Linked DNA regions of Mus musculus: all the other regions are linked to region 3. A link is a contact called in public HiChIP or PLAC-seq, capture Hi-C and promoter capture Hi-C data. All regions are on one chromosome and are shown on one strand. The core of a region is the stretch at or near the end of the contact, and the rest is flanking DNA. Distances in the headings are between cores, read along the strand shown. Region 1 holds the start of Mypop (Myb-related transcription factor, partner of profilin). Region 2 holds the start of Ccdc61 (coiled-coil domain containing 61). Region 3 holds the start of Ppp5c (protein phosphatase 5, catalytic subunit). Region 4 holds the start of Pglyrp1 (peptidoglycan recognition protein 1). Region 5 overlaps Mill2 (MHC I like leukocyte 2). Region 6 holds the start of Nop53 (NOP53 ribosome biogenesis factor).

Region 1 (4,278 bases), core at 1,571-4,070, 2.0 Mb before region 3:
TGTCAAGCCCTGACTTGTGTCAGCATAGGGCAGGCATCTAAGGGAAGAGTTATGGAGAAAATCGCCATAGCTTAGTGGGAAGAGGGCTTGCCTAGCATACAGGAAGCTCTGGGTTCTATCCCCAGTGCTGCATAAACCAGGCATGGTAGAACATTCTTGCAATGCCAAAACTAGGGAGTTGGAGGTAGGAGGATTATAAGTTCAAGGTCATCCTCACCTCCACAGTGGGTTCAAAGCCAGCCTAGGGCACATAGTAAGACCCTGTCTCAAAGAAATCCAGAGTGAAGGCTGAAGAGAGGGATGTCTCCACAGCAGCTCTGCCGGCATGACCTTGAGGAAGTCACCAGACTTCTCCAAGCCTTGGTTTACAGTGGTGAAGCAGTATGGACCGCCCACTGGTGACCATTCCTTAAGCTAGCCATGCACTCAAGAGGCTGGAGCAAGCAGTTTGCCTGGGTCACTTCACCCAGTGTTCGCAGGATCTCTCCTAGGGGAAAACCTACTTTTCAGAAGTGAGTATACATGAATTTACTGAGATGACAATAATGTGGCTAACACTCAGACTGGACTCTGCCTCTAGGCGCTGCCTTGCACAGAACTCTCCCCACACCCCAGCTCTCTCTCCATTTACTTTCAGGCCTGGAACAAACCCTTGAGCCCCAGGCACACTGGCCCAGTGACCTAGCATTATTAACCTGCCCTTTCTCCATTGGTTTGCGGCAGGGTCTCCAAAAGACTGACACTGGTACTTAGTGCATACAGCCCAAGGTAGGCCCTGGGCTCCCAGATTCTCCTACCTCAGACCTCCACAGTAGCTGGGAAGAAAGACCAATCCCACCCACCTACTGAAATCGCCAATTCCAGCTGAGCCAGGCATCCCAGGACCGGTTCCACGTCTACGACTCTGATGGTCACCAAGTGGCTGTAGAACCACCAGAGACAATCCACTTCCTTTTCTGTTTTCTACATTATTATTTTTGGAAGGCAGGTTCTCACAGAGCTCAGATTTGCCTCTAACACACTATGCACCTAAGGATAACGCAGGTGTTGAGACTCCAAATCATGTGCTACCACATGGGTCTATGCAGTCAAAATCTGACCCTGGAACCCCTGAAAGCTGGGAAGTACTCAACCACCAGGACATCCCCAGCCCGCCCTTCCTCACCCTTTTAAGCCAAGCCTCCTGTAGCACAGGCTAGCCTTGAACTCCCGTTTCTTCTGCCTTCAACTCCCAAGCAGGAGAATTACAGGCCTGTTGGCACCACATCTAAGTCTTTCCTTTCTCTGACCTTAAAGCCCCAGCTCCATAATGGGCCTGACAGCACTGACCTCCTACTTTTTAGCAAAAATGTGGTAAACACGCCTGACCGATCTGGGCGTGAACAACGCACTGTAGGCTTCAGGAGTGCTGGTAGTTGTTAAAGAAACTGGCTTTGGGACTCACCTGCCCGTCGATCCTGCCTGCGGTCCTCTGACAACACATACCGTTGTGTACTAGCGGTCGAAGCCTGCGGCTGTGAAGAGGCGGCTGCCCGGGACTCCTCAGCCCCAGAGCCAGCCCCCGGCCCCGCCACACCCGGTCCCAGGATGGCGAAAATAGTCTCCTCCTCCGCAGAGAAGGCGTCCTCAGCGGCGGGCCCCGCGCCCTGCGTGGAATGCGGCACGCGGGCCAGCTTCTCCTTGGTGCGGCGCTTGAAGTCGTTCCAACGCTTCTGAACCTCCTGGCCCGTGCGTTTCCAGCTGGTGATGCCGTTGATTTTGGTGGCGATGCTGTCCCACACTCGCCGCCGCTCGGCCACGCTCACCCGACGGCTCTGCGCGCCGTAGAGCTGAGGGTAGTGGGCGCGCACCTCTCGGATCAGGATCTGGTTCTCCTCGAAGGAGAAGCGCGGCTTGCGGAGTCGGGTGGTCTCCTCCGCTTCGCCCGGCGCCGCCGCCGCGGTCGCCGAGGCCATGGCGCCCCCAGACGCCACCGATCGGCTGCCTGGCGCATGGGGGGCGCCGGCTCTGCGGGCAAAGGGCGAACAGCGCTGGCGGTGGCTCGGTGTCCCCGTGTCGCCCCGACACGGGCTCCTCTGGTCCCCTGTGCAAAAGTGGTGATGGGAGCGGCGAGGTGCTGAATGCAATCAAAGGTGCTTCCTCGTAGGTGACACCCGCCCAGTGCCCATCTTGTGCTTCACGCGGCCGCTAGTGCCTCGCGGAGGAGTTGATGGGTACTGGGGGGACGGACGGTCTGGAAGGATGGAGGGAAATGAGCAAAAGTGGAAGGGAAAAGGGTGCCACAGCAGGAGTTAGAGGAGAACGGGGGCGCAGTAGAACAGGACAGGGCAAGAGTAACGGGGATGCCCAGGGGGTCGAACATGCATGATGCTGGGAAGTGATGCCAACTGGGCAATGCAGCAGACGGGGCATCCAGATCAGAGAGGAGCGCTGGGGGTTCCCAGGGTAGTGGGTGTCAGTTCTAGGGTCCCTGAGAGAGGATGTCCAAGAATAAAGATGAAATGGAACCTTCTAGTTAAGACGGCAAAATATTAAAGCTGAGGGTCTGCAGGGATTATGGGGGTGCTGGGATTGCTGGGGAAAGAAGGGGAGTTGTGGAGATAACGGGGGTCCGAGATAAGAGGGGGGACCCCCGAGGCTTTTTTTGGACTCCAGGAAGAGTGATGGAGCACAGAGGATGGGGACCCCAGTTGGGCCGCGGGTCACTCACCGTGCCGCCGCAGCCCCTGCCTGCCGGTGGGTCAGGGCTTCGGCTTCTGCGGCCTCTTCCCTCCCCCCCTACTTCTCCCTCCCCCTCTGGGCCCCGCCCCCAGTAGCATTGAGAGCCAAGACGCATGCGCGCCGGGCGAACGCGGTCTCCAGATACCCTGACAGAGCTGCGTTCTCTGAGCCGTGTCTCCCAGCACTGCGCAAGCGCAGAACTTCCCGTCGCCTTGCTTTACCAGAAGGACACAGCTGCGCAGCCGCACATTTAGCGCTGAAGTAGGTTCCCTGGGCTCTGGTGCTCAATTGCGCATGTGCAAACCTACAGCGCGCATGCGTGTCACTGGCACCTTGCCTGCGATGGTACCCAGGACTAAATCCCAGTGCGGGCGCAGTAGAGAGAGAGATGCTGAAGAGAGCGCTAGGACCAAGCGGAGTTTCTTCCCTTTGAGTAGTCCTTTAGCCTACTAAGCAAAGTCTTATTTTGAGAAAGGGGAGAAGAGCTTCATTTCCATGACAACTGCGTGGGTGGGGGCTGGGGGCGTTAGGAAACCTTGCCCACGCCCAATCCCTCCTCTGCGCAGGACCACTCGGAAACTACCTCCTACGGACTGAGGCGGGGCACCTGGAAATATTCCCCGCCCATGCAGAGGCGGTAACCATAGCAACCCAGCAACCTCCCAATGGTGCCTGGGAGGCCCCCTGTCCACAATTTGACGTCATGGCTCGGAGAGGGAGTTCAAAGGCAGGAATTTCTTGAAGGGTGGGGATGGCGATCCTAGAAAAGCGCAGAGCAGGAGTGATTCGAGAGCACCACTTGAATGAACTGGATGGCCGGATGGCAGGGTGAAAATTTTCAGTGCCCGCAGTTTCAAGGTCATTGGGTAAACGGCGCTTCGTTCATCTTTCCGACAGTTACACATAAGCTCTCACATATCCATATAAAAGGCAAATTGTGTTCACTACCAAAAAATTGTTTCTGAGGGCATCTTACTAAGTATCCCAAGCTGGCATTGAACATGCAGCAGTATCTCTGCAGTCACCAGCGAGGCTAGAAAAAAGACAGGATATGTGCGGACATTACACATAAGGAAAAGATGACATTTGTATTAAGACCCGAAGCAGAGAGGGAGGGCTGGAGCTCAGCAGTTACCATCTCTCCCGGGAACACCAGAGTTAGGATCTCTGTATCCAAAGGCGGGGGCTCATAACCATCCTTAGCTCCAGCACTGTTGCCCTCTGCTGGCACCAGGCATGGACATGGTGGACAAACATACAAGCAGGCAAAACACTCATATACATAAAAGGGAGAAAATTTCTTTTTCTTTTTTTTTTCTTTTTGGTGTGGGTGTGTGTGGTTGGTTCCTTTTTGTTTTTGAGATACGGGGTTTTTTGTTTGTTTGTTTTTGTAACCTTGATTGTCCTGGAACTAGCGCTGTGGTGGAGGATGACCCCGAAATCACTGAGATCGGCCTGCCTCAAGAGTTTGGGGACTTATTAAAGGCCAGCCACACTACCACCGGCCTAAGATTGGGTTTTAATTATGTATATGCATGTGGGTGCTGGTGCCGTGGT
Region 2 (4,146 bases), core at 1,592-4,091, 1.9 Mb before region 3:
CTTTCCTGATTCAAAACCCCTTCAGAATCACTGTAGACTCTCCTCATTCCCTCCCTTCCACGTGCACCATTCGGTCCATCAGTGAATTTTGCCACTGCTACCTTGAGAACACATGCAGATTCTAACCACTCTTGCCCATCTCCACTGCATCCACCTCTGTAAAAGCCACCATTGCTTCTCATTCGAGTTATTCCTTAGTCCTTTGCTTAAAATTGTTTTATTGAGGTGAAATTTTATATAACATGAAGTTAATCATCTTGAAGTGCATGAGCCAGAAGCATTGGATCACATTTACAATGCTGTTCAGTCACAATCTTTACCTAGTTCTAAGGCATTTTTAGCACTGGCTTCCTGTAGTACCTGGCACCAATAACCCCCTGATTGTCTCTATGGACTTGCTTGCTCTAGACATGCCATGTAATGGACTCATAGATCATGTGACCTTTTCTGTGTGTGACATCACTCACATAGCATCATGTTTTTAAGATTCAGCCATGCTGAGGTATATATCAGTATTCTATTTTTATGACTTAATACTATTCCATTGTAAAGATATATCACATATTGTCCACTTGTTCATCCTTTGATGGCTGTTCAGGCTCTTTACATATTGTGGCTGCGATAAATATTGCTGTGGTGAACATTCATATATCAATATTTGTCCATCTGTTTTCAGTTTTCTTGGGTGCAAACCTGGGGATAGAATTGCTGGGTTATGTGAGTATTCTATTGCTGTAGAATAACATATCAATATTCAAGATATTCATCAATATAAGAATAATATTGTATATGTATATATGTATGTATGTATGTGGTATTAGTACACAACTGTGTGCATGTGAATATGTTCTGTGAGAAAACTTTTCCTAGGGAAATGTAACACACATATCTACTCACCCTAGATAGGAAACCCATGATAGGTCTAAGTACCGATACCACCAAAGTCTAACTTGGTGAACAATGAATCTAATTAGGGTTACTTATAAGAGCAGAAATGACTCAAAGACAGCTACATCACGAAAAAGCCCACTTCAGTATGGGTGACAGGTCATCAAAGCTGGGATCCTGGAGCACACTGAACAGCCTGTAGGCAGCTCAGCATGTTGGAGGATGTTCTTTCCAAGTGACTGTGGTCTAAACCTTTCCAGGCAACTTGGCTGGTTTCTGTGTCTTCCAGGCATCTAGTCTGGGGTCAGAATCTTCTTTGCAGCTTTCTCTACCACTGAGCCACACCCTCCAGCCCCTCACTGGGGGATTCTAGGCAGGGGCTCTACCACTGAGCCATGCCCCCAGCCCTTCACTGGGGGATTCTAGGCAGGGGCTCTACCACTGAGCCACACCCCAGCCCCTCACTGGGGGATTCTAGGCAGGGGCTCTACCACTGAGCCACGCCCCCAGCCCCTCACTGGGGGATTCTAGGCAGGGGCTCTACCACTGAGCCACACCCTAGCCCCTCACTGGGGGATTCTAGGCAGGGGTTCTACCACTGAGCCACGCCCCCAGCCCATCACTGGGGGATTCTAGGCAGGGGCTCTCCCACTGAGCCTTTGTCTGCCCTTGCACAGATCAGAGGTGAATATTGCAATCTTCCTCAAGGTCTCCACACCTTAATTTTTGAGAACAGGATCTCTCATTGAACCAGGAGCTCACTGAGTGGCTAGGCAGGCTGGCTAGTGAAAGCTTGGTATCCTGTTCTTGTTTTGTTAGGAATAGGGTTACAGATGCTGTGGTCGTGGCACATGCACCCTAACACACACACACACACACACACACACACACACAAAGTGTCATCTAATAAATAAGTAAACTCCTCTAGCCTGATGCCATGGTGTATGTGCCTTTAATCCCAGAACTCAGGAGGTAGAGGCAGAGGCATGGGGGTCTCGGTGACTTCGAGGACAACCTGATCTACGTAGTGAAATTCAGGCTAGCCAAAGCTATAGCGTGAGATATGTCTCAAGACAACTTCAGGAGGTTGGGGAGAAAGAAAAGAAAGAAAAAGAGCACTGGCTGCTCTTCTAAAGGGCCTGGAGCTCAGTTTCCAGCATCCCTAAGGTGCTTCACAACCATTTGTAACTACAGTCCGAGGCTCCTGACGCCGTCTTCCGACCTCTGCAGGCACCAGGCACACGCGTCGTGCACAGGCATACACGCAGGCATAAAACTCACACATATAAAATAAATAAATCTAAAACTATTAAAAAATAACTCCTACTTTGCTGTGTTGAGCTTTAATGAAGCCAGTGCCATGCCAGGCATGGTGGTACAACTCCAGTAATCTCAGTACCGGGAAGGTGGAGGCAGGAGGATCAGGAGTTCAAGGATGCATAGGAGACTAGCTTGGGCCACTTGAGGTTTTGTCATGCATGCACTGACAAAGCCAAGTCTAGCAAACCGATCAGGGTATACTTAGGCTGTCCTTACAGTTGAGAATATCCTCTAAGCCTCCTGACTTGAAGGCTCGGACCTTCCTCTGAGCAAGTTCCACACTCTAGTCAGCCCCTTCCTTCTCTGTGGGCGAGGCCTGCCTTGCTGGGGGTGGTGGGTGTGGTAGGCGGAGTAAAAATGCTATTTCCGGGATCCTCCTTCTACTCCAAGGGACCACCTTTTTCTTATGATTGGCAGAATATCTACCCAATAATCACTAGAAACAGACTGTAAACCTCGGAGGTCTCCCCACACGTGTTAGTAACGCCTCTTCCAAATAGACCAATTGTAAACTTCGGAAGGCGGGTTCTCCCATGGGGGCGGGACAGAGTGACGGGCGTCGCTTTTGACTTATGGAAACATGGCTGCCTGTAAGATCAGACCAATCAGAAGTGAGAAGGCCGGATGTGGGCGGAGCTGAAACTTCGGCGGTTGAACCGCTCGTGAAGATCGAGTCCGTGGAGGTGAAGAGCGAGTACGCGGGTGTGGGCGCGGGCTCCAGGCGCGGGCTGCAGGCGCGGGCAGTGGGGAGTCCCCAGAGCACCGATTCTTTCACGCAGGTGGACGCCAGAACCTATGCAAGCTGGAGATTTCACGGGGTCTTTAATGCATCATGTTGTCGCTCGCGAGATACGCGGCTAGAACTTAGAGAACCCTTACCGAATACTGCACTAGAGCTTGTAAGGTAGAGTTTTATTTTATATATATTACACCCCACGAGGTGCGGAGGGGGTGTCCTCGAGATGCCGTAGGTTCTGAACTTGAGTTGGTTTGGAGGATGGAGGCAGGTGAAGACAAGGCAGGGTTGAGGTTCCAGGGTTGAGGGTGTGTTCCTACCCTACGGACCAGAGGCGTTTACTGTGTGCAGGCTCTGAGCAAGTTATTTGTCGTGAAATCACTTTTAATTCTCGCTTTCTTTGCAGTGCTAGATGACAAACTTTGAAATGTTAGTCAATAGTTCTACCACTGCTGCCGAGGTCGGGAACGAGTCTTATGTTTTGTTTTTGAGACAGTGTCTCGCCTTTTTTCCTTGAACGCATAGAAATTATTGTGTGTTCACACAAGTGTGTGATGGGAGGGGGATTCATATCACAGGATGGGTGTGTAGTGACAGCTTTGGAATTTTGGTTCCTTTAAAAAACACAGAAATATTATAAGAATATGTTTTCATTTTAATCCCAGGTGTACCTGTTTTGGACAGTTCTCAGCTTACTATGATTTGCCGCTTGCTCTAGCAGAAGTGTGTTTTTGCCAGCTGCAGATAATTTTTTTTTCGATTGTGTGACATTTGGAATTTTGGGAACATTTTAGAGAGCATATAAATGTTAGGGCCCCCAAGAAGCATGTGTGCCTGTATGTGTATGTGCATGTGTGCAGGGTTGTTGGTCATTTAGGAAGGTTGGTTGTGGTTTGTTAGTAGTCACGGTCGAAGAAGAAACAAAAGGAAAGAAATTAGATTCAGGGGTTTTCCTAATTCCTCTCTTCCCCTCTATCCTTGTTTTCTCTCCTATCTAGTATTTAGGGGGTGAAAATGGGAGATAAAGCCTGGGGGAAAGAACCCACAAAGTAGCAAGGACCAGCTATATGGCTGTGGCTGTGGAGGTCGGACAACAACACTGGGTTGGTTCTCTCCTTCCACCTTTCTGTGGATTCTAGGGGTCAAGCTCCGCTCTTTGGGTTTACACAGCAGGAAGCTTTACCCATTGAGTCGTCTGGACA
Region 3 (4,370 bases), core at 1,407-3,906:
GAGAGAGAGAGAGAGAGAGAGAGAGAGAGAGACTGTGTGGGAGATTGAGTCTGCAGATTCCGTGTGGGAGGGTGTATCTGTTCTGTTTCGACTCCGTGAGTGTCACTCCTCTACCCCTCTCCCATGTGACCCACACAGGAACCCAGGCAAAACCACTTTCAAGTTGTTGCACGTGCTGTGCCTTCTGTTTTAAATGTCTTTCCTGAAGATGCGCCTCAGTTTATAACGTGACTGCCTAGCGGGCATGAAGGCCTGAGTTCCATCCTCAGTACCACATAAGACAGGGCTCAGTGGCACAGACCTGTAATGCCAGCACCTCTTATCTGAAGGTAGCCTGAGTTTAAAGCCAGCAGAGACTATATAGAACCCTGTCAAAAAACACCCAACAAAACCTAATACTTGTGACCTCAGGCCTAACACTCCTCCAGGAAGTCATTTTTGCTTCCCCCAGGTGGACAAGATCTTCCTACACCCCCTAAACAGCCCCTCATTCCAGCTTGATTCACTTTGTTGAACTCAGGCTACCTGTAATGTCCTCTACATGGAGAGTGCTTCTGTTAAGTCTCTCAGGTAAACACTAACTCATATGAACTTTTGGTTAGGTTAGGGTTTTTTGGCTGGGAAAAGGAGAGAGAGGGAGAGAGGGGGGGGGGGGGAGACAGACAGAGAGACAGAGAGAGACACAGAGAGAGAGAGACAGAGAGAGACAGAGAGAGAGAACCCAGGTTGACCTGGAACTAACTCTGTGGCTCATGCTAGCCTGAAACAACTCTGGATAAATCTTCCTCCTCAGCCTCTCAAATGCTGGACTGCAAGGGTGAGCCACCAAGCCAGGCTTCTCTTAAGCCTCCTCTGCATGTATAGGCAGGCACTATTACTAGCTCCTCCTCACAGAGGAAATAATAGTATTGTGGCTTGCTCAAGATCACATAGCTTCAGGAACAATTGGAGCTGGGTTCAAATTTGTTAGAGCAGATACTGCCTCAAAAAAAAAAAAATCAAAAGAAAATTCACTTCCTACATGATCCCACTGGCACTGGCAGGTATAGTCAAATAGGGACTGTGCCTAGAAATTAGATTCAGATTCACTCTCAGTCAGACTCTTCAGGAATACGTTGATGCCTGTGGACACACGTCAAATGGACATGTGTACCAACATCGATTTTCCAGAGTGATTGTTAGTTGTAGTCAGGGGTGGAGCGGGGGAGGTGAGGCTGATACACAGCCTTAAAGCACTTATATATAGTGTTAGTGTCTAGATTGAGGACTTAAAGACTAGAATAGGAAGATACACAGTGGGGTCTGAAGATGTTACTGGAGGCTAGACTACCCGTGGCTTCTCAGAAAGAGTTTGGGTTGTCTCACGAGGGAGCTGGGGAGCCATGGAAGGCTGCGGCGGGTGCCAGTTTTACAGTATTCCAGCAAGATGCCTCTGACTGCCATATGGAAGGTAAACTGGAGGAGGGAGGATGAACGCAAGCATCAGAGGAGGCTGAAGCTCTGATCCAGGCACAGGAAATGCAAGCAGCAACAGTGTCATTTAAAAGATCCCTTTGGGGCTGGGGTGTTGTGGCACACGCCTTTAATCCCAGCACTTGGGAGGCAGAGTTAGGCGAATTTCTGAGTTCAAGGCCAGCCTGGTCTACAGAGTGAGTTCCAGGACAGCCAGGGCTACACAGAGAAACCCTGTCTCGGAAGAAAAAAAAAAATCCCTTTGGTGTGGTTGTTTGTATTCGGAACAGCGTCTCAGGTATCCCAGGCTGGCCTTGAACCTGAAATTCTGATACTGTTGCCTCCACCTATCAAGCCTTCAAATTACTGAGGTGCACCTTTCAGCCTGATTTATATAGTGCTGGAATTGGAACTCAAGCCTGGAGCACTCTAGACAAGTACTCTACCAACTGAGCTACATCCATGACCCTTTAAAAGGTTTTTTCTAGGACTTGACATGATGATGCAAAGCTTTAATCCCAACACTTGGGAGGTACAGGCAGCTGGGTCTTTGAATTCAAGGCCAGCCTGGTTTATATAGCAAGTTCCAGGCTAGCCAGGGTTGCATAATTAAATCCTATCTCAAAATAAAAAAATAAAATAAATTAATAAGGATGCTGTTGGGCTCGGAACAAACATGGTACAATTGAGACTTGTCAAGACTTGAAGATCGGGATGCCTTGTTAATAATTCAAAAAGAGCCTTGATTTGCAACGTTCAAGTTTTATTTTGTTTGCTTGAGAAACTACCCATTTTCCAAAAGGGTTACTGAGGAGACAAGAGATAAACTTGTTCAAGGTCACACGAGTAATTGGCAGCACCCAGCTCCAGAGCAAACTCCGGGTTGGGCAGGGTGCTGGTTTGAAAGCAGCCCCACCCGCCGGAGGCAACGCAACCCAATCACCAACCCTAAAGGAAGCCGGGATCTCCAAGAAACTTTTGCAGCCTCGCAACTTTGGGAGTAGGCGCCCTCCCGGCCTGCCCCCATCCACAAGGCCCCTTCTCTCCTTTCTGATTGGCTACTTCTACAAGTACAAGTACGGTCTGGATACCCTCTGGTCACCTTGTCCTCCCGGCGCTCTGGGGGCGGGGGCGGGGGGGGGGGGAAGTTGGGGGGGACGCCGCGCAGGCGCGTCAGGAGTGCCTTTGGGGCCCGCGCTTTACGACACTTGTGCGGCAGCGGCGGCGGTCACTCGGCACTCCTTCGCGACGGTTCGGCCTGGTGCCGCGAGCGGCCGTTGCCAGGGTGGGGGTCGCTTTGCGGCATGGCGATGGCGGAGGGCGAGCGGACTGAGTGTGCTGAGACCCCCCGGGACGAACCCCCGGCCGATGGCACTCTGAAGCGGGCAGAGGAGCTCAAGACACAGGCCAACGACTACTTCAAAGGTGCGCCCGGCCCGGACGGGGTGAGGGAGGGTGGACAGCGGCCCAGGCTGTGGGGGTGCCAGGCCCGGCGGGGAACCATGGCAACGCGGAGCGGCAGCCTGGGCGCCGGGCAAGCACTACAGAGTAGCCAGGCGCGAGGAGGAGGCTCAGGCTGGACGACAGACTGGGGAGAGCTGCTGAGAAGTGGATACCAAGCAGAAGCCACTCACTGGGGAGACTGAGGCAGGCGCTGCTACACGATAGGGGAAAAGCAGGGGGCCGACATGTGAGTGCTACCAAATGTGAGACCTGGACAGAGGTGCTAAATGGTGGTCAGACCTGAAGAGGGCGCTACCAAATAGTGACATGTGTTTAGGGCAGTGATGGCGCTGCCGAGTGGGGAGGCCTGAGATGAGTATGACCGAGAAGAGAAGGCCCAATAGAGAAGGGAATTATGGGGATGGAGGTAGATAATTATATTGGAAGGCGATTTGGGGTGATCCAAGGAAACGAGTAGGGTGGAGAGGTGGAGCAGGAACGAATAGGGTGATCTTGGGCTAAGAGTGCCATGTGGGAGGACATGTCTCCGTTCATTCATTCTTTCAGTACACTTGTATTAAATAAGTGTCATGTGCTACACGGCCTGTGCTTGGCTCTGAGGCTGCAGCGATGAATGCAACACATGACTCGGATTTAAGCAGAACCAATCATTGCAAACTTGTGATGATCACTTTGGGTCAAGGTGACAACACAGGAAATACAGCTTAGAGTCTGCTTTCGATGGTGAGGTCGGGAGTGCCTGGAGAAAGAGGCTTTTTGAGGCGAATTGACAAGGAGTTTTACACGTGGGTCCTGACCACTGAGTTTGTGTGAAGACCCTGGGGTGGAGAGTGATTGAAAACAGACTGGCTTGGCTGGAGTTTGAGGAAACTGGGGGTACGAGGGGAAGACTGATACAAGAGAAGATTAAGATAAGGGGACAGAGCATGCAAAATCTGAATTCGTCACAAAGATGAGTTTTGGGTTTCCTTCGCTGTCCGAAAAGGGACATTGAGTGGGTAGATGGGACCAGTCTGGACTGGAGAAAATTTTGAGTGTAACCAGCCTATGGTTGGAGGTGCCCTGGGAATGGATGAAGTCACCAGAGAGTGGGATCTAGAGAGAACCTAGGATGGAGTTTTCATGTTTACAGCGGAAAAGGGGCTACTGAGGAGAAGTGACTGAGGTGGAAGAGAAACCAGGAAAGGTGCCACAGGCTAAGAAAACAAGGTTCTTCCGGAAAGAAAGCCACGTGCCTGATCACCTAGCCCCAGGCACTGTCCATCAGAGCTTTTGCTCCCAGAGGAACGCGGTGACGTTAACAGCAGTTGTAGATGATAAAGAGGCTGCCAGCCCAGAAGACCCTGGCTGGTGAAGGCAAGTGAGGAATTGGAGACCAACAGGCACAAGTGTCTCGGTTCTGAAAGGGAATGGAGAATTGGGGGCAGATGGCAAGAGGGAGTAGGTGGGGGTCC
Region 4 (4,509 bases), core at 723-3,222, 1.9 Mb before region 3:
AACACACACACACACACACACACACACACACACACACACACACACACATATAGAGGTATCTAGGTAGTACAAACCCAAACCTTCATTTACAGGCAAGGAAATTGAGGCTGAAAGCTGTGGCCCCAGTTCAGCCTTCCCTACCCCACTTCAATCTAGGGGAGGGGCTTTGATGCTGGAGCCTTAGAATGATTAAACTCTCAGGTGGGGCCGGCGATGGTGGTGCACGCCTTTAATCCCAGCACTCGGGAGGCAGAGGCAGGCGGATTTCTGAGTTCGAGGCCAGCCTGGTCTACAGAGTGAGTTCCAGGACAGCCAGGGCTATACAGAGAAACCCTGTCTCGAAAAACCGAAAAACAAACAGAAACAAAAACCCTCTCAGGTGGGATGGCTTCTGACCCTCAGGTGCTTGGCAGAGAGAGCAGTCTTATGGGCACTGGCATTTCCAGTCGATTCTGCAGGCAACTGGCTCTTAGCGCAGCCTTAGAAGTCATAGGGTTCAAACAGGCCCAGGTATGACACCCCGGCCTGTGACACTGAAAAGCAGGTGTGACGGATCAATCTAAGCAGACCTTTGTGGCCAGCCAGTGGGAGCCTACTAACACCTGGGTCGATCTATGCCTGTCCCTCACCCAGAACCTTCTGTGTGGATACTGTTTGACCGCAATACTCACCATGACCTTTGCGTCCGTGCCCCCTCCCTCCCTTCCCACCCCATCTTTGGCTGAAGGAACCTCCTAGGACTTGCCTCTGTGCCGGACACCCCAATCCCTAGCTTCCTTCTGCCTCTTCTAGAGCCACATCAAAGCCACAGGAAGCCGTCCCTTACCTAGGGATCTGACATCTCTCTCACCTATTTCCCCCCACCTCCATCCACCCTTATTGGAGATAAGATTTTGCTGAGAAGCCCAGGGTAGCCTTGAACTCACAGCAATCCTCTTTTTTTTTTTTTTTTTTTTTTTTTGCAATCCTCTTTCCTTATCCTTCCAACTGCTGGGATTACAGGCATCAATACTGTGCCTATCAAAGCCCTCCCCCCTAAAGCATGTGTGTGTGTGTGTGTGTGTGTGTGTGTGTGTATGTGTGTGTGAGTGAGAGATGCGTGTATGTGATGCATGCGTAGGTGTCACGGACACCATCAGTCCATCAATAGTCAGTTTTCTCCTTCTGCCTGAGTTAGAACTCAGGTTGTTGTACTTGCTAGGAAACACCTTTACACACGGAGCCAGTGGGTTCTTGGTCCACCCCAAACACATCTTTTTCTGTCTTTATGCACACAGGGCTATCGTGATATGCTTCAAGCAATGCTCCCATCTAGAACTCTGGCACACAGGAGACATTAGCCCATAGCTTTGGGGCTCCTGCCATATGCTAGCCAGTTTCCTGGGTATTGGGTATTAGGGGCCATAATACCGTTGACCTTTGCAGAAGAGGAAGCTGGGCCCTGAGCATCTGTTTCCCTGGTCCTGCCTTGCAATATGCCCACTCACTTGGTGCAAGGCTCAGCCTGGTGTTGTCCTGGCAAGGCCTAGGCCTTTAGGAAAGATACATATGAAAGTCACCTTGTATGTGAAGCAGCTCCTGTCCCCTCTTACAGGGGAGAAAGCCTCAGCACCCACAGGAGATTGCAGATCCAGCACCAGGAGGGTTGGAAGGTGTGGTCGACCTCCTTCAGCCCACTCCATACTCACTTGTAGGCTACATCGCACCAGCCCAGCTCATTCTTGTGGTAATGCTGCACATTGCGGGCCTGCTGTTCACAGGAGTCCGGGCTGTTGCAGAAGCTGCCGGCTGTGTGTGAGATCACCACGTAGCGAACTGGGTGCCCCAGGCGGCTAGAGCACTCGGATGGCAGGGCCCTCCACTCACTGCGGGGCACGATGAAACTGCAGGAGGTTGCCAGACCCAGGAGGGCAAGGAGAGCACAGGCAAACAACATGCTGGACGTGCCGCACAGGACTGCAGGGCTGTGTATGAGCTGGCCCTCATCCTGTGTACTTTATCTTCTGGGCATGGTGAAGGGTGTGGGCAGAGGAAGGGCTTGCTTCACACCTGGGCGGGACTTTCCGACCCAGACCCAGCTTCCTCCTTTAACCAGAGGTGGGGCCGTGATGGAGCCTTTGCTAAGTGTCAGTAGGTGGGGAGAGAGGCTCTCTCATCAGGAAGGGCACAAAGGACTGGACATTCAGTTGTTTCCTGGGGTTTCCAAGGCTTAGATCTCAGTGGGGGATGGTGTAACCTAACAGGAACTTGCATAGGTAAGGGGCCCAGGGCTTTGGCACAAACTTACTTCCTGCAGGTGGGGCTAACAAAAGTTCCTTTTAAGAATGTATTCCTGTATGAGTGTCTCACATAGCTTAGGATGACTTTGAACTCTGTTTAGCCAAGGATGACCTTCAGCTCCTGCTCCTCTTGTCTCCACACCCCAAGTACTGAAGTTACAGGTGTGCACAGCCTCTGCACCTGGCTGCAGATCCCACAGGGTCCAAGTCTGAGGATGCTCAACCCTACGGGGCAGGACAGGAGGCTAAGTGTGTGGATGCCCATTGCACAGCAGAGGAAAATGTTTGGAGACTGGAAGTCGCTTCCCAAGAAACGGCAGGCAGTAGTGCTTCCTGTCCAGTGTCTGAATCAGCCAGGGTGCCTGCATCCGAACTCCAGCCATTTTCTACTGTGTGAGCCCACACTAACTTCTTAACCTCTTGGTGCCCGTTTGTGTGACTGCAGTATGGAGTTGGTAACAGGGCTTCTGACCCCCAGAGTTGATCAGAGAGAACTGGGTTTCAGCCCTTGGATGTCTGGCACATTGTGTCATGTGTCACTACTACACCTTCAGGCCAGCTCCTGTTTGCATGGTGACCATCGCAGTTCTGCTCTGGAGAGAAGTGACACTGGGTGCAGAGGGTCACATTCATTCAGGTCTTGTGGAGAGCTGTCCCTGGGCTTCTGTCCCAGTCAGACTCCCATTCCCATGCCTCTCACCACACATGGGGATTCAGGACAGACAGCCTTGCTCTTTGCTTTCACTTTGAATGGATTTGGGTATTCCTCCCTTGGGGCCTCTCACATTCTCCAGGGATCTTCAGTAAATCTGTTTGCTCAAAAGTAAATAAATTTATTTATTTATTTATTTATTTATTTATTTATTTATTTATTTATTTATTTATGGTCATGCTACAGATGGAACTCAGGGCCTGTGCTTGGAAGGTAAGCACTTTACTACTGACCTATGCCCCAGCCCCTCACTGGGGGATTCTAGGCAGGGGCTCTACCACTGAGCCACGCCCCCAGCCCCTCATTGGGGGATTCTAGGCAGGGGCTCTACCACTGAGATATGCCCAAAGTTCTGCTTTGTAATATTAAAACTAAGGCTTCTTGAGGCTCTTCTCTTTGGCAGTTTACAGGGTCCCCGGGAGCAGAGTAGGCTGTACATGCTTAGCATGTTCAGGTGTAGCAAGAAGGTACGGGTTTTGATGGTAATCGGACACATCTGGAATAAGGGGAGCACAGCAACAGTGAGGCATTTGCAGCACTGTAAGAAGCTGATAAGTGACTGAAGAGGATTAGTAGCGGAGGCTGGAGAGACGGCTCAGAGGTTAAGAGCACTGACTGCTCTTCCAGAGGTCCTGAGTTCAATTCCCAGCAACCACATGGTGGCTCATAACCTTCTGTAATGAGATCTGATGCTCTCTTCTGGTGTGTCTGAAGACAGCTACAGTGTACTTACATAAAATAAATAAATCTTTAAAAAAAAAAGTATTACTAGTGTAATGACACTCAGAAAAGGCCAGCTCAGATCTGAGCTTTGATCACACAGGGCCAGATACATGCTGAGACAGCGAAATCCAGGTGGGAGGGAGTGGAAATCGCAATAGCAGTGACTCTGCGTAAGATAATGCTAAGAGGGGCAGGAGAGATGGCTCAGTGCTCAGGAGCATGGGCTGCTCGGGAAGGGGAGTCTGCTTCCAGCACCCATGGCAGGCACTCGGGCCTGTAAGTCCAGTAAGTCCAGCTCCAGGGCATCCGACCTCCTCTCCTGGTCTCTTGACCACTTGCACTCAAGACTGTCTGTCTGTCTGTCTCACACACACACACACACAGCTGCCAGGGAAGAGCTCCATGGTGTCGGACTGTACATCCATCCAGTCTCCTAGTAACTGCTGGGTACGTGTTATGTGTGGTGCATCACTCACCTGTGGTCCTGGATACATGGGGAGAGGGAACAAGAGGTGTTAAAGAAAGATTTAGATTCATGGCTTGTCCACAGCGGACAGTGTTCTTCCATCCCCTCTGGCAGGCTCAAGAGAAAGGGCCCTTGTGAAACAGAAAATCTTGCCTGTGTGGCATGCCCTAGGGAGGAGTATTAGGCAGGACAATGCACAGAGCCTGGACTCGGGTGGGGGGAGCCCTGGGTCTGTGGGGACCTGCTTGGCAGAGCTACGTGACCTGGAGACAATGTGGGGCAGGGCTCCCAGCACTTGATGAGAGATTGTTCCTCCACGTGGGGACAGA
Region 5 (4,400 bases), core at 1,391-3,890, 1.8 Mb before region 3:
CCAGCTTTTCAGAACAGCTTAAGACAATATTTCATATTATGCAGATCGAATCCCTGTTAAATTGAGTTTGGTGGCTGGGGATGGAGCAGAGCATCTGGGGACAGAGAGAACAGTCATTAGATGCGACCAAAGCAGGCTTCCGCTTCATTTTCCTCATTTGCTTCCCCATCTCTCTTGGATTATTGTTTTTCTGGGATGAGGACACGGGGCAGTGGAGGCTCCACTCTCTGGGAGCTTGTAGGAGATCCACAAGTGATGGAGTGGATTCTGGAGCCAGCCTCTGCTGCCTGCTCACTTAGCTGTCAGCCTAGCTCTTCTGGTCCTTCCTGTCCATTTGCTTAGCCTGGCAAGGCACACCCCTGCAAAGCCAGCACCTAGCAGCAGGCTCAGGATTGGAAAACAGTGTTCTTTGCCTGGCTCCCTCCTGCTGCTGCTGCTGCTGCTGTTGCTGCTGGACAGTGGTGGGAGAGCAGTGTGTGTGTGTGTCTGTCTCTGTCTCTGTCTCTGTCTCTGTCTCTGTCTCTGTCTCTCTCTCTCTCTCTCTCTCTGTGTATAAGACTGGGGAAAATTTAAAGAGACAGACACAGCAAAAAAATGAAACTACAGAGCTCAAAATATCCAAAGGACAGAGTCAACAAAAACCAAAGCCAGTAAACACAGAACACAGAATGTTCATGTAGTTAAGAGAGACTGATCCAGAGTGGCAATTTTCACACACACATTTAGCTGGGCTTGCTGGTTTCCCCAACAGCCCTCACACCTACCAGGCAGCCAGAGCAGCTTTGTGCTAGGTGCCCTGAGCAGGAGGCAAACAGCACACAGAGCAAAACACAGGGAGCCAATAACAAGACACCAAGTTTTGGGCAGTGCAACATCCTGCCATTACCACGGACAGGAATTTGTGTACCTCACCAGGTAGCTCTCTAGCCCCAAGAAAGGATCCCACCAGAAACAGTATCAGATGTCATAAATTAGGGTTCTCAACCATCAGAAAACGCACATTTCCGATGTTCTTAGGAATTTCCAACCACAAATTTATTCTCACTGCTATTCATAACTGTAGTTTTGCTACTTTGTGGTATCTCAGTTCCTAAGACCACCAGAAATATGTGTTTTCTGATGGTCGCAGTCCACGGGTTGAGAATAACTGACATAGAAGGAGCCACTCTCTATGACACATAGGTGCTTGCTGGATTCGTTTTAGTATTGCAGGTCACTCCAACAGTCTGCCAAACTGAAAGCACACAGTCTTATTATATACAGGGTCTGTCTTAGTCAGGGCTTTACTGCCGTGAATAGACACCATGACTAAGGCAAGTCTTATAAAAAACATTTAATTGGGGCTGGCATACAGGTTCAGAGGTTCAGTCCCTTATCATCAAGGTGGGAGCATGGCAGTATCCAGGCAGGCATGGCGCAGGCAGAGCTGAGAGTTCTACGTCTTTATCCAAAGGCTGCTAGTGGAAGACTGACTTCCAGGCAACTAGGATGAGGGTCTTAAGCCCACACCCACAGTGACACACCTATTCCAACCAGGTCACACCTATTCCAACAAGGCCACACCTCCAAATGGTGCCACTCCCTGGTCCAAGAATATACAAACCATCACGGGGTCTTATATATATTTTGGGGTGGGTTGGGGTCTAAGAACAAATGCTTTCTATTGGCTTGATCTTAGATGTTAGGGATGCCCCATCTGCATGTGGAGCGGCTTCCGGTCTTATCCCTATGTGACTGATTGTCATGGTCCTCTCCATGGGGTGCTGTGGTCATGTGACAGAGACCTAGTCAGGAATATGTGAACTACCTACCATCCTCAGGCCTGAGGGTTCCAGGGTTTCTGAACCCACTCAACCTTACCAAGTGTCCTGGCACAGTCCACTGCCCCACAATATACTACACACATATACCATACACACACATACCACATATGTACTCATATACCATACATATACCATATATACACAGACACATACTTTACACACACACAGATACAAACACACACACACTATTCATATACACATACATATACTATACATACATAGAAACACATACCATATGTACCACAGAGACAGATAGACACAGCACACAGCACACACAGACACATATACAATACATATACACACATACACATATACCACACACACACACACACACACACACACACACACACACACACACAGATGTAGCCATGCTGAAGTCCAATGGACTGATGTGAACTTCCTGATTGTCAGTAGTTAGAATATCAAAGATTATTCTGAGGCTATCTTTAGCCCTTTTTGTCCATTTCTGACTGTGACCTGCTATCCTTGTGACAAGCTGCTGAAACCTTTAAAATGTATCAAGGGATCCATAGCCTCTACCATCCGGAATGCTAAAGGATGGCATGAGATTCATGCCCCTCTTTGCTGGAACCCCTGGTGTTTCCACTAATGTATTTGAAAATGATCTTGATTGATGGTTTTCTCTGTCCTACTACAATAAACGTTTCATCAGATCATGACTGCACTGGTATTAGTGGAAACAAATCTGTGTTTCCAGGTCTTAGGCATATTTGGCTGCAGGATAACCATATTCTATTCCCCTCATTGTGAGAGCTGGGTTGTTTGTTTTTGATTGACACCACCCTTCTGCCTGGCCTGGCTTCTCTGCAGCCTCCAGGATGTGACTAATGCAGGAAGAATCTCACTCATTTCCCTCCTAACTGCAGCATCAAAGAAGAGAAGGAAAAATAGCTGTCTCCAGGCACAGGCTAGAAGGAAAACCAGACCTCCCCAGCAGGAGTTCCTTACCTGGTCCTGTCCTTTGTGTTCTGGATTCAGTTGGCTCTGGCCAGTGCCACCGCCAATACAACAGGGAGTGCAGATCCAGCTGAAGCTGTAGCAGAGCTAGCAACATCCTGACTGTCCTCAGCAGCATGCCCTGTAACCAGCCCGCCATGAAGTGCGTGGTCATTGTGTGTCCTATGGGTCCTTCCTGCTCTTGTCTCCCAACCCCTGAGGTGGGTGGTTGCCCCATTTTCTCACCAGAGACAGCTGTCTGCATGATGCTATGGTTGCCATGCCTCAGGTTGCAGCTGAACTGTGGTTCCTGTCCAGGAAGAACCCGAATGGACACCCGGGCCTGGTAGGTCCCATCCCCGCTGGGCAGGATGGTCTCAGATCTGAAGGTTTTCTGCTGTACTGGCTTCCCATCCTGAAGCCAGACCAGGGTGGCCTCACGGGTATACAGATTAAAAGCCCGGCATGTCAGTGTGACCCTACCTACTGGATAGTTCCTGCAGGTCACAGTTACCATTGGGGGTCCTGGGAGAAGATGAGAAAGAGCTGCTGAGTGGTGGGATGCGGAGGGCAGAAACTACACAACCACAATGTGCATATGTGCCTCTCCCCACCCCTAGGTAAGTGCGGGGAGTACAGCACACAGCTCCAGTGATGCCTGAATACTGGAAGGTAGCAGGCCCTTGTCTGCCAGGGGACTGCATGAGGTCAGATGATCAGCCTTCTAGTACATGAGTAGATGACTTTGTAGGGACAGTGGTCTTCTCTAATCGACAAATGGCTGACAATCTTTGTACCACAAAGCTGGTGTCATGCACTCCAGGAGACAGAGAGGTGCTGCCAAACTGTAACTCTAATTCTTTGCCTCTTGGCTTGACCCTTGGACTTGCTCATGAGGATTTTTGGTTAACAGCATTTTCACTGTCTACCCTAACCATTTCAAGGGGGAATTCTTTCTCTCTCTCTCTCTCTTCTCTTTCTCTCTCTCTCTCTCTCTCCCTCTTCTTCTCCCTCTCCTCCCTCTCTCCCTCCCCCTCTCCTCCCTCTCCTCCCTCTCCTCCCTCTCCTCCCTCTCCTCCCTCTCCTCCCTCTCCTCCCTCTCCTCCCTCTCCTCCCTCTCCTCCCTCTCCTCCCTCTCCCCCTCTCTCCCCCTCTCCCTCTTCCCCTCTCTTCCCCTTTCTCCCCTCTCCCCCTTTCTCCCCCCTCTCCCTCTCTCTCTCTCTCCTTCTCCCTCTCTCCCCCCTCTCCTCCCCTCTCCCCCTCTCCCTTTCCCTCTCTCTCTCCCTCTCCCTTTCCCCCTCTCTCTCCCTCTCTCTCCCCCCTCTCCTCCTTCTCCCTCTCTTCCTTCTCCCTTCCCCCTCCCCCTTCCTCTCCCTGTCCCTCTCCTCTCCTTCTCCTTTTTTTAAAATCATGAATGAGATTTAGCCAAGGAACAACTTTGACTGTCACCTTAAAGGACCTTGCAGAGCTGTGCATACCTGTGATCCAAGCATTCAAGAGGCAAATGCAGGACCTGGAGTTTGACCTTGGCTATGTAGCCTTGTCTCAAAAACAGAAAACTTTCTCAAACAAAGCAGAGGGGCTGGAGAGATGGCTCAGTGGTTAAGAGCACTGGCTGCT
Region 6 (4,720 bases), core at 1,059-3,558, 1.1 Mb after region 3:
CATGTTCCCTCCCCGTGCCTCCCCACCCCCTCCCCCTTTAGGAGTCCATTTTAATTCCAGCATGCCAATCTGAGCCTGGGGCGGGGGTGGGGAGCAGTGTGTGCTCAAGTCATTAATCCCAGAACAGAGGCAGAGGCAGGTGGTGGATCTGTGAACTGGAGGGCAGCCTGGTCTACAGAGTGAGTTCCAGGACAGCTAGGGCTACACCGAGAAACCCTGTATCGAAAGATAAAGGTGTGGTGTGGCTAGGGCTGTAGTTAACAGTACTTGCCCTGCTTACACGGGGCTCAGTTTCCCACCTTTTGCATGACCTGAAAACAAAACCCTTTGTAGATCTCTTTGGATGACTACCACTTTCCAGGGGCCTGGGGATGGGGGATGGGTGTGGAGGCAGTGATAGTTGGCTGGCACTTGGATGCTAGGCACCAATATTCTAGATTTGGACCTTTAAAACTGAGTTCATGCATGCACAGGTCTGTGGATCACAGATGTGATGGGGTCTGGAGATTGAAACAGGGTCCTCTGGAAGAGCAGCCAGTGCTTTTAACATCTCTTCAGGCCACATACTCAGCTTTTAATGATAAGTTTAACCGCTGAATAATCTCTCCAGGCCAATTACTCAGCCTTTTTTTTGTTAAGTTTTGGGAACTTAAATTCAGGTCTTTATTGTTTGCCCAGAAAGCTCTCTTACCCACTGAGCCATTCCCCAACCCTTGTTTTTCATTTTGAGACAGTCTCTCTACCCTAAACTCATTCTGCTGTCCAGGGTGGCCTATGAACTTGCCATCCTCCTGCCTCAGTGCCTCTTGAGTAGGTAGGTAAGGTTAAAAATGAACAGCACTACCCAGCTATTTTTTTTTCTTTTAGAGTGTGTGTGTGTGTGTGTGTGTGTGTGTTTTATACAGGCAATTCCATTGGCCTGCTTTCAGGGACCCAGCCAGTGCTTACATCATGACCTACGGCAGCCAGATGTACCAGTAGATGTAAGGACCCACCTGCCACCCCAGCTCTCTCTCTCTGATCTCCACCACCAATGTTCCCTCTCCTTCTCTGTCCCCTCTCTCTGCCCTCATGATTCTGCCCCCCATCTGTCTGCCTGTCTATCTGTCCACTTGTCTGCCTCTGTCCCTTCACCAAGTCCCACAGTACTCTTGCGTTCCCCCCAATAAACCTTTACACTAGGTCTGTTTTATGGTGTAACTTCTCAGGGGTACACCTTGGCCAGGCCCTCCAAAAATACTCCCTTGCCACATTATATTTCATAACGGCGTGTAAGCATATATGCCACCACAGCATACCTTGTGAAGGTCAAGAACAAACAGCTTGCAGGTATTGGCTTTTTCCAACATATGGGTTATGAGGATTAATCTGAGGCTTGGCAGCAACAGCCTTTCTCTACTGAGGTATCTTGGCAGCCCCACACCCAGCATCTTCTTTAATAAAAAGAGTTAAAGAAAATTTGACTGGACTCCGTCCCTTGGCAGTTACTATTTGGGAAGGAGGGGTGTCCTTCAATGGCATACACACTGGTCAGTTGCCTCTGATCTAGTAACTAACTCTTCACTCATTGCTGGTACAAAAAATCCTAGTAAATCCAGTACGTCACAAAACTACAAAGACACAAGGGAGGAGGGCATTTGGGGGAAAGAAGGGTAGTTCAGTAGGAGTGAGAAGGCAAAGGGAAGCAAAAATGGCAAGGCACGTATGAAACTGGTCTACAGAGTGAGTTCCAGGACAGCCAGGGTTATACAGAGAAACCCTCTCCCGAAAAACCAAACCAAGAAAGCAAGCAAGCAAGCAAGCAAACAAAAAACTTGTATAACTAACAAAATGGTTTGAGTAAAATTTTATGATACCGGGTAAGGTAAATTACTCAGAGTGAGAACCAAGAATCCACATAGCCTACTCCCTACCAACCCGAAATTGCAGGTCGAATCTCTGAATTCGAGGTCAGCCTGGTCTACAGAGTGAGTTAACAGACAGCTAGGCTACACAAAGAAACCCTGCCTTTTGTTGTTGTTGTTTTGTTTTTTCAAGACAGGGTTTCTCTGTGTAGCCCTGGCTGTCCTGGAACTCAGTCTGTAGACCAGGCTGGCCTCGAACTCAGAAATCCACCTGCCTCTGCCTCCCGAGTGCTGGGATTAAAGGCGTGCGTCACCACGCCCGGCTCGAACATTTTTAAAATAAGAAGAGACTGAACGTGATGATTTATCCTTTTGCCAAGACGTAAAACTCTCTATGTAAAAACTACGCTTTATCAAGATGGTCGCAAACAGGAAGTGCGTCATATTACGTCACTCGAGACGCGCACGTTCCAAACCGGATATCGGAGTTAGAGCGACTAAGCTCTTCCTTTAAGAAGATGGCTGCGGGTGGTAACAGGGACGGTGAGAAGCGCGGCTCGAGAAGCCAGGCGGACTCTGGCTTCCTGGGGCTGCGGCCGACCTCGGTGGATCCCGCTCTGAGGCGGCGGCGGCGGGGCCCCAGAAACAAGAAGCGCGGCTGGAGGAGGCTCGCCGAGGAGCCGCTGGGGTTAGAGGTCGACCAGTTCCTGGAAGACGTCCGGCTACAGGAGCGCACGACCGGGTACGTGGGGCGGGACTTCCGGTGGCGTGGCCGTGCGCTTTGCGACCTGGTGCTAGACGGACCGGGCATCCCGGCTCGGTGTGGGAGACCTATCAATAGTATCTTTAACAAATAAGCGTGCGAAAATCCCAACAAAGTTTAAGTTTTCCCCTAGTTTTTTTTAAAATTTGAAACAGGGCCTCACTATGTAGGACGACCTGGCACTCGGTATGTAGACAAGCCTGGCTCCGAACTCAAGTTTCCTCTGCCGCCGGAGTGCTGGCATTAAAACCTTTTGCTACAGAGTTTGAATTTCAAGTGAAAGAGAATAAAGTACGTTCACCCCATCGTGGTACATTTTAAATTCTGTGTGAAAGCTCCAGGTGTAGCCCATGGTTTGAGGAAGAGTTGGGATGGGCCCAAAAAGTTAGACCCCTAAGGGTCTGTTATCTTTCCAGCATTACTTTGGCAAATAGTCTGCATTTTTATCCTTCAGTGGCTTGTTGGCAGAGGCCCCAAACGAAAAGCTCTTCTTCGTGGACACAGGATTCAAGAGAAAAGGTGAGGAGTGCTCTTATGAAGTTGTGTGCTGGTGGTTCTCTGAGTCTTGCACCCGTGAGATCTGCATTGATGACATAATTTAAAGCAAAGCACACACACACACTCTCTCTCTCTTTCTCTCTCTCTCATTTTGGAAACAGTCTTGATCACAAGTTTGGAGGGGAGGGGGGATCGAGACAGGGTTTCTCTGTGTATCCCTGGCTGTCCTGGAACTCACTCTGTAGACCAGGCTGGCCTTGAACTCAGAAATCCACCTGTCCCTGCCTCCCCGAGTCAGTGCTGGGTGTGGTTCATCACCACAGTCTTACCATGTATACCATATTGGCCTCAAACTTAGATCTGCTTGCCTCTGCCTCCTGAGTGCTGGAAATAAAGGTATGCTTTACCACTGGAGACTAGAAGGGGCAGTCTTTAGTATAAAGAATTACTTTGAATGGCTTTGAAACAAGCTTGAGATGATTAAGAAAGGTGACCTGTTGTTCATTTTTGTTTGGTTTTATTGAGCTGTATCATTCAGCTTTTTTTTTTTTTGTCCCCCTTCCCCAAAGAATATGATAGCAAGCATGATAACCCACAACGTTAATTTCTCTGAGTTGCAGGCCAGCCTGGTCTACATAGTGAGCTCCAGGACAGCCAGGCCTACACAATGAGACCTTGTCTCAAAACAGAGAGAACAAGAGGATCTCTTTTAGCCAGGAGGAAGGAAACATGTCTTGGCAAGATGGCTTTACTCCAGCAGAACTTGGGCTGGGACCTGCTGGGACATGAAAATAAGGGCAAGTTAGGGATTGCTTTGCTGAGTGGGGTTTTCACCAAGGAGGCAGAAAAACACTTAAAATGGGAAGCCTGGTTCAGCAGGTACTGAAAACAAGCCAGTGCCTGGTCCAGCAGGACAGCCAGTGGCTTTGCAGAACAAGCTGGCAGCTTTGCCAGCAGCCAGGCACTTTAGTATGCACGATGTGAGTCAAGGGGTCCTGTTCATGAAAACCTTCTTGACAAGGTCGGGAGAACCCAGGGAAGCTGTGTGGGGACCCGGGGACGTTAACATCTAAGGTAATGGGTTCCATCTGCCCCACTCAGGCCAGGTCATGGAGTTTTAAATCTAGGTTCTGTGTGCAAGGGGAAACATGGCGTTTATCATTCTGAGTTATGTTCATTTTTGATTCAGTAATAGCTATGCTTTGTTTTTGTTTTGAGACAAGGTCTTCTTCTGTACGTAGGCTACCTAAAAGGTCACGGTGTGGCCCAGGCTGGCCTGGAACTTAACGTCCTCCTACCTCAGCCTCCCAAGTGCTTGGATTACAGGTAGGAGCCAACTGGCCAACCTATAGCGTTTTATCCATAAAAGAAGCTAGCGTTCACTTTTTGTTTTTACATTCATTTCTAGTTAGGGTGTGCATGTGCTTGAATGAGCGCACACCATCTAGGATGTGCCCTGGCATGTGTGTGGCTGGAGGGTACCATGTCTGAGTCAGTTCTTCCCCCATGATCCTGGGATTGGCCTCAGGTTGCCAGGCTTGGTAGCTAGAGCCGTGCCTCTGCCTCTGCCTCTGCACCATCCTGCAGTTCAGTATTCAGCTTTTTGTGGCTTGTT

Evidence for each region. Promoter capture Hi-C pulls out the DNA fragments that hold promoters and counts their contacts. HiChIP or PLAC-seq counts read pairs in DNA pulled down with a chosen protein or histone mark. Capture Hi-C pulls out chosen DNA fragments and counts their contacts.
Region 1: a promoter capture Hi-C map of embryonic stem cells shows a contact between it and region 3, with 6 times the contacts expected there. The contact joins the promoter of Mypop here to the promoter of Ppp5c in region 3. A contact is called at or near these places in 8 of 39 promoter capture datasets (3T3-L1-derived adipocytes, the C10 cell line, embryonic stem cells and 3 more), 2 of 484 Hi-C or Micro-C datasets (B cells and LSK cells), 11 of 115 datasets of contacts at active chromatin or transcription factors (Th17 cells, astrocytes, embryonic forebrain and 6 more) and 2 of 9 other capture datasets (liver and macrophages).
Region 2: an H3K27ac HiChIP or PLAC-seq map of embryonic stem cells shows a contact between it and region 3, with 17 times the contacts expected there. The contact joins the promoter of Ccdc61 here to the promoter of Ppp5c in region 3. A contact is called at or near these places in 2 of 39 promoter capture datasets (embryonic stem cells and neural stem cells), 1 of 484 Hi-C or Micro-C datasets (myocytes), 11 of 115 datasets of contacts at active chromatin or transcription factors (acute myeloid leukemia, astrocytes, bone marrow-derived macrophages and 3 more) and 3 of 9 other capture datasets (adipose tissue, embryonic stem cells and liver).
Region 4: an H3K27ac HiChIP or PLAC-seq map of epiblast stem cells shows a contact between it and region 3, with 16 times the contacts expected there. The contact joins the promoter of Pglyrp1 here to the promoter of Ppp5c in region 3. A contact is called at or near these places in 7 of 39 promoter capture datasets (the 3T3-L1 cell line, the C10 cell line, embryonic stem cells and 3 more), 2 of 484 Hi-C or Micro-C datasets (embryonic stem cells and myocytes), 7 of 115 datasets of contacts at active chromatin or transcription factors (bone marrow-derived macrophages, embryonic stem cells, epiblast stem cells and 3 more) and 1 of 9 other capture datasets (adipose tissue).
Region 5: a contact with region 3 is called in an H3K27ac HiChIP or PLAC-seq map of epiblast stem cells, with 11 times the contacts expected there. The contact joins the enhancer-like site here to the promoter of Ppp5c in region 3. A contact is called at or near these places in 2 of 39 promoter capture datasets (both in embryonic stem cells) and 3 of 115 datasets of contacts at active chromatin or transcription factors (the NIH/3T3 cell line, embryonic stem cells and epiblast stem cells).
Region 6: a contact with region 3 is called in a capture Hi-C map of macrophages, with 5 times the contacts expected there. The contact joins the promoter of Nop53 here to the promoter of Ppp5c in region 3. A contact is called at or near these places in 2 of 39 promoter capture datasets (cranial neural crest and hippocampal neurons), 1 of 484 Hi-C or Micro-C datasets (B cells), 1 of 115 datasets of contacts at active chromatin or transcription factors (astrocytes) and 1 of 9 other capture datasets (macrophages).

The regions. Positions count from the first base shown.
Region 1 is chr7:18,989,787-18,994,064 of GRCm38.p6, reverse strand. It overlaps Mypop (Myb-related transcription factor, partner of profilin), which reads right to left and starts at 2,820. Exons shown (of 3, transcript NM_145579.3): 1 at 2,711-2,820; 2 at 1,445-2,233. The coding sequence starts at 1,955.
Region 2 is chr7:18,909,099-18,913,244 of GRCm38.p6, reverse strand. It overlaps Ccdc61 (coiled-coil domain containing 61), which reads left to right and starts at 2,841. Exons shown (of 14, transcript NM_001033314.3): 1 at 2,841-3,112.
Region 3 is chr7:17,026,200-17,030,569 of GRCm38.p6, reverse strand. It overlaps Ppp5c (protein phosphatase 5, catalytic subunit), which reads left to right and starts at 2,656. Exons shown (of 13, transcript NM_011155.2): 1 at 2,656-2,877. The coding sequence starts at 2,757.
Region 4 is chr7:18,882,153-18,886,661 of GRCm38.p6, reverse strand. It overlaps Pglyrp1 (peptidoglycan recognition protein 1), which reads right to left and starts at 1,972. Exons shown (of 3, transcript NM_009402.2): 1 at 1,689-1,972. The coding sequence starts at 1,936.
Region 5 is chr7:18,857,046-18,861,445 of GRCm38.p6, reverse strand. It overlaps Mill2 (MHC I like leukocyte 2), which reads right to left. Exons shown (of 6, transcript NM_153761.3): 5 at 3,027-3,305; 6 at 2,793-2,922. The coding sequence ends at 2,819. Among named protein-coding and RNA genes, the nearest start is that of Mill2, 19 kb to the right of the region's middle. Within about 2 kb of position 2,640, at least 92 of the 459 cell types and tissues checked have an H3K27ac peak or open chromatin away from gene starts, as enhancers often do. A contact at or near this core is called in the NIH/3T3 cell line and epiblast stem cells, where this site is marked.
Region 6 is chr7:15,943,696-15,948,415 of GRCm38.p6, reverse strand. Nop53 (NOP53 ribosome biogenesis factor) reads left to right here and starts at 2,308. Exons shown (of 13, transcript NM_133831.3): 1 at 2,308-2,586; 2 at 3,062-3,126. The coding sequence starts at 2,363. It overlaps Gm24576 (a long non-coding RNA gene), which reads right to left and starts at 2,323. Exons shown (of 2, transcript XR_391165.4): 1 at 2,116-2,323; 2 at 626-1,955. It also overlaps a transcript of Ehd2 not described here.